Regions from separate parts of the Mus musculus genome. Here region 1 is linked to region 2. Evidence: chromatin contacts called from public Hi-C data. All regions are on one chromosome and are shown on one strand. Each heading gives the region's core, a stretch centred on a gene start, on an enhancer-like site or on the middle of the called end of the contact. The rest is flanking DNA. Distances are from core to core; before and after follow the strand shown.

Region 1 (3,063 bases), core at 526-3,025, 550 kb before region 2:
CATTGGACATGGTGGCAGGGACCTGAACGTAACACCAGGGCAAGTGTTTTGAAGTTTTTTTTTTCATGTGTGTGTGTGTTTTTTTTTAGCGGTCTGTGTGTGTGTGTGTGGCATTGCTGAGGGACTAGTGAAACTGAGTGGCTCTAAATACTCATATGGGGCTTCTGATTTATCTCCTAGACTGGACCCACTTTATTTGCCTTTCAAACTATTAACAGGATTGCTGTCTAAGTGTGAGTTGACGCTCACACAAGTGGCAGGGGTAGTTTCTCTCTATGCTGTATGTATGTGATTGCATACATACTCGTGGGTGGGAAGGTACTGTTTCTCTCCATTCTACATGTGTATGATTGTATACACACTTATAGGTGTTGGGTATAGCTTCTCTCCATGTTACACAGTATGATTGCACACGTTCTCAGGTAGGAGCCATAGTTTCTTGGTCTTTAATTTTTCATATACAAGTCATGACTCCAGGTTTCCAATGAACTCCAGTAGACTCAGGATCTAGACCACCCTTTTCTTTCACCTGATGCTGGCCTGATCCGAAGCTTGCCTAGCAGGGCTGGAACCCTTTACTACACCACTCAGTTCTTCCTATATCTATTCTGTAGGGTATTGAGTAAAGAAAACTCTGTCAAAATGAGGATGACAAACTATCCTGACTTGCTTGTGACTGTTTCAGCACCAAAGTCCTGGAGTCCAAGAAGACCTGCCCTTGGTCACTCCAAGCATCTCATTGATCTTTAGGCCTGGATTGAGGGCCAACTAGTCAGTTATGTTTTGTAGGAGTTTGCTTATTTATTATAATCCTATCAAAGGCCCTTGAGATGGCTCAGTGGTATGGGCACTTGCTGCCATGCCTAATGACCTAAGTTACATAACCATATCCACAGATAGAAGGAGAAAGCCTAATCTCTCACATGTCCTCTATCTCCACAGGCAAACGCAAGAGTGGAAGAGCTTGCTCTTTCTCGAGCGTGCTCTGCTCTCTCTCTCTCTCTCTCTCTCTCTCTCTCTCTCTCTCTCTCTCTCAATGTTACAGAAGCTGTGATATCAAATTGAACTGAATGGGATTTTAAAAATAACTGTGTATATTACACCTATTTACGGTTTTGATGAATCCAGGCACAAATCATTTGGAATTTTGAAAACGTAGGTAGTTTATGAAGGCAGAAAAGGTGATCTTTCCCTTTACAAGCACTAGGTGGCAGTGTGGCTCTGCAAAAATGCAACTGACCTCAGTTAAACATTTTTGGTGGTTATTTTCCACAGGCAATTTCCAGGAAGGTGAGATGATAGCTTAGTAATTATACAGGATATTAATGAGCTTTCTTTATTTAGAATTCCCACATTCAGCTCCATTTGTCCTGTAGACAGCTCTGGCCCAGGGCTGAACTTCCAAAGCCATGCTGTGGAGAGCGATACATGGTCATCTCGCGGGTGACATGCATGTGGTCTTCTGTCTTTTCCCTTCATCCTGTCCATCTCCGTTCCTCTTTGTACAGAGGAATTTCTTTCATCACAACTGCCATTTTTGTTGTGAGGACAGTTGGGTTTTGAGGACCAAGGATCTAAGTGGATGAGGGATCCCGTCAGGGAATTCTGGACATGTCAACTCAGGCTGCACTGCATATAATCCAGAGCAAAGACATGCAAAAGCTGTCCTCATTCCCTTCATTTTGCCGTATCTGATCCTAGTTCCTAGGTCCCTCGAGTTCTTGCTTAGCCACACATCTCACTGGGGCTCATCTTGAGGTATGTGGACAAGTATGCTCTTTATGTGTAACATGACTGCCTCCTGGTGGCCTGGGTGCCCCATGCATTTCCTGGGTCACTTATTCAATCCCTCAAAGACTAGGAAATGAAGTTCACCCTCCCTATGAGGGACCAGAAGGTGTGGCCTCTGTAACTGTGGTCTTCTGGCACATACTTCATTCTCTGCTTGTTTATTGTTTGAGCCGAATCTCACTGGGTATTCTCCATTCTCATAATAAACTGCTAAAACATGGAATTCCTCAGACCTCCAGTCAGGCAGCCAGCCTCTCTCCTGCTTGGATCATGAGACTATATCTCACCAAATCCTTCAGGCCTACTAAAAACAAGCAGGGTGATATAGGGTCTGCAGATGGATGCCACACTCAAGAGCCATGCTGACTGCTCATTTCCTACCGCAGAAACTCTGGGTGCACTTGATCATGGTTATGTTCCCCTCTGCCCTAACATCTTCCAACCTGTGTGTGCTGACATCAGAAGCACTTGGGCCTTTAAGAAGGATCATTTGGAGTGTTAGTTCAGTAAGAATTCACCAAAACATTGATATTAACAAGGGGAGGCCCAGCAGAGAAGAATCTCAAGAGTAATTCTGTGAGCTTCAACGAGCAGACAACCAGCTTCAGTGATTTTGGTATCAAAGGCCCATTTCCTCCTCAACAGCCTGTTTGATCCTGGGTGTAACAGGCTGGTTTTCTTGAAGGACCTTTGCCCTGAGGTTGGTAGAGACTCACCAAGTCACAAGCAGTATTCTCAGACAGCTTCACTGTCCCCTGATATTATGTCATCGCCCTTTGAACTTACTGTCTTCCAAATCCCTTGAGCAATATACCATAAAAGTAAGAAATTAAGTGCTGGTATAGAATACATGATGTGGATGGACCCACATACTCCAGGGATGATGGCAGACAAGAAACATTGATGCCTTCACACAACATGGCCTGAGTCATCCATTGGTGACCTGAGAAGCGTCAAAGGGGGACAAGTTGACACTTGAGTATTCCTATTTCTGACCAGAGAACTAATAGTGAGTGTACTGGAGACCTTTTGTTTGTAATTTTTTTCTCTTGAGACTCTGCGGATACTGTTTAGCATGGCCAAAGGTCGGAAGCATTGAGCAGCGATGTGATGGGGTGAAAATTGGAAGCATTGCATAGCGATGTGATGGGGTGAAGACTCCCCTGCGTTCACAGCTCATGTAACCAATTAGAGTCCTCTGAGAGTTATAACTAGTTCTTACCTGTGCCTTTGACTTTCCAGAATGGACTTCGATGACGAAGATGGTGAAGG
Region 2 (2,730 bases), core at 19-2,518:
AAGGATGGAAAGGATTTCAGCAGCCGAGCTTCTCCGACAGAGAAAACAGTTCAAATGAGGGTTTGTAGGGGAACAAAGAATTCGCCCTCTGCATTTGGAAAGAGCATTAAGAGTTGAGTTTCTTACAACACAGGAAGCATTTGCTTGAGGCTAAGGATTCCCGCGCTTGTGTTGAACAAAGTTAAGAGAGAGGCAGGCTAGCAGGTTCCCTTTTTTGGAACAGGTAACCAGGCTACAGAGCTGTTAAGTAACAGAAAATCAGGTCTCCCCTGGCAATCTTGTACTTAACTTTGTGACTTTAAGGTTTGAGACAGGGCCTAGGGACTGACGCTTCCTCTTGGAAGTAGGAAGCAAAGTTTGGGATTTCTTTTTTTTTTCTTTCTTTTGCTGAATGGGTGGATGAGGGTGTCAGAGAGGAGGAAGGGAGGATCCCCCCAGTACCATTTTAGGCTGTTTCCCTTAGCAACCCCACGGATGGATTTCCGTGCAGCCTCTTTCCCTTCCCGGTTCCTTTTCTGTTTTCCAAGGGGAACAATGAGGGAGTGAGGGATAAGCGGTGATGTTTATCTTTCCAGCTCAGACCTTTCAACTGCTGGAATCCCCCAGGGCTGGGGAAGGGTGGGTGGAGTCACTTCCCACTGTTGCCAAGGGTGGGAGACCAGTCCCTCCTGCTGGGGCAGGGGGTGCGTGGCTTCCTCATAAATAGGAAATGTATCTCCCAAATTGGAGTCATCAAGGACTTATCTCCAGCCGCAGACACCAGAGAGGAGCCCTGCCCTATCCTTTATTCCGAAGAGAGAAGCCTGCCAGCGGGGAGAGGAGAGGGTCACTCGAGAGAACCAGCCCGGAGAGCTGCGCTGTCATTCAAGTGTCAAAGGAGACATCTTCCTGCCAGACTTCCCACACTGGCCTCTGCCCCTCCTGGAACACTTTATTCAGGAATGGGAGGAGCACTGGTTCCTTGTAGAATAGAGAGTCAAGGGGAATTTTGGTCCATTCCTTGGCATGAGTACAAAATTCTGAGCCGAATATCTACTTGCTTAGAAACTGCTCATATCTGAGCAGCAAGCTCTTTACTGACCCAGCCACCTTCCCAACCTGGGATCTTCTAAAAACACCTACCATTGCCAGGTATTTATTTCCAGGCTTTAAACTTGCCTTTGTGTATTCCTTAGGTTCCCAATTTTTTGTCCTTCCCAAAGACAGTGGTTCCTCTTTTCACTTCCTCAAACCGAGGGCTGGTTGAGCCAGTCCGAACTACCCAGTCAGTAACTTGATACCAGTTTAATGTGTTTGAGGAAGTAGCTTGGGGGGATACTTAGTTCTGTGGGCTTTGTTTTGTACCAGGTCATGCTAATTTTCCCCAAGGAACTTCTGATCCATCCGGGTTCCCTGCAGAAGTTATAACAGTGAGGAGGAGGAGGAGGAGGAGGAGGAGGAGGAGGAGGAGGAGGAGGAGGAGGAGGAGGAGGAGGAAGTGGAAGCAGCACTGGGTTAGAGGCAGACACATGTGCTGTTCTGCCAAATATTCTACTTTTAATTTTTACCTAGCACTGATGGTGGTATGAAGTCTTGGTGGTCTCAGAGGTGATTCTGGGGACTCTGGGCAACAGTAACTTGCTAGCCCATGGCCACACATTCATAATGGAAGAGCCAGGAACTACTGGTCCTCTCGCAGATCCCCCTGGAGCTGTCCCCTGATCTTTCTCAGTGCCTCTGCTTGTCCTTGCTTCTTCTGGCAGGGATGCTGTGGGATGCTGATTAATGAGCAGTGGCACCCTCCGAAGCTCAGCGTGGAGACAATGACTGGATCGGTTCCAGGAATCTGAAGTATGCACCTGACCAACTGACCTCACTGTGTTGTTGTAGGCCACACCAAGGCTCCCTTCCTTGGCAAAAGGTTTTGTAGCTCTGCAGGCACACTTGGGGGCGGCAAGTACCATCTGGAACACTAGGGTGAGACTGGCATCCCATTGCTACTGAGTCTCGCCATGCTCCCGAACTGAGCCAACAAATGACTCTGCCACATGGCAGGAGAAGTGTGCCAAGAAGTCCAGGTTTATTTAGCACAAGTAATAATGGGCCTACAATATTCGCACACAGGGAAAGGATCAGGAAGACTGGCTGTGATCTCCCTGAGTTGATGGGTTAGAACTGGGTCAGAGAAAGTGTTGAGATGCGGCCAAGTTCAGGTTTTCTAGGCCAGTAGCTGTACAAGATCTCTTGCAGGAAACTTAGAGGAAGGTGATCCATACTGTACTATAAAAACTCAATCAGAAAATTGGGTCCCAGCAATTTGATAGATTTTTTTTTTTTTGATTGCTGAGGACAGGGACAGGCTTTCGTCCTTGGTAGAAAAACACAAGGGACCCTGGCATAGTTTACAGATATCTCAAGACCCAGGGCTTAAATCGTAAGACAGGAGATGGGGTTGCTGGTGAGATGGCTCAGCGGATAAGAGCACCGACTGCTCTTCTGGAGGTCCTGAGTTCAAATCTCAGCAACCGCATAGTGGCTCACAACGATCCATAATGAGATCTGAAGACAGCTACAGTGTACTTACATATAATAAATAAATAAAATCTCAAAAAGAAAAAAAAGACAGGAGATGGGATCAGAAGTCAAGTTGGCCCTAGGTCATTAAACTGGACAATAATTTGGTAGGGAAGAACTTTGTCTTTCAGGTTGAATACAGTATGGAAATTCTATAAGCACAGAACACCCTGAAGT

Evidence for each region. A called contact is a pair of places that touch in the nucleus more often than the background predicts.
Region 1: a contact with region 2 is called in a Hi-C map of neural progenitor cells, with 4 times the contacts expected there. The contact joins two enhancer-like sites. A contact is called at or near these places in 1 of 15 datasets of contacts at CTCF or cohesin (large pre-B cells), 6 of 484 Hi-C or Micro-C datasets (adipose-derived mesenchymal stem cells, cerebellum, embryonic fibroblasts and 3 more) and 2 of 115 datasets of contacts at active chromatin or transcription factors (extraembryonic endoderm stem cells and microglia).

The regions. Positions count from the first base shown.
Region 1 is chr7:84,354,538-84,357,600 of GRCm38.p6, reverse strand. Arnt2 (aryl hydrocarbon receptor nuclear translocator 2) reads left to right here. Exons shown (of 19, transcript NM_007488.3): 3 at 3,034-3,063. Among named protein-coding and RNA genes, the nearest start is that of Gm30873, 19 kb to the right of the region's middle. Within about 2 kb of position 1,775, at least 26 of the 459 cell types and tissues checked have an H3K27ac peak or open chromatin away from gene starts, as enhancers often do. A contact at or near this core is called in neural progenitor cells, where this site is marked.
Region 2 is chr7:83,808,424-83,811,153 of GRCm38.p6, reverse strand. No RefSeq gene overlaps it. Among named protein-coding and RNA genes, the nearest start is that of Gm39043, 4.3 kb to the left of the region's middle. Within about 2 kb of position 1,268, at least 102 of the 459 cell types and tissues checked have an H3K27ac peak or open chromatin away from gene starts, as enhancers often do. A contact at or near this core is called in neural progenitor cells, where this site is marked.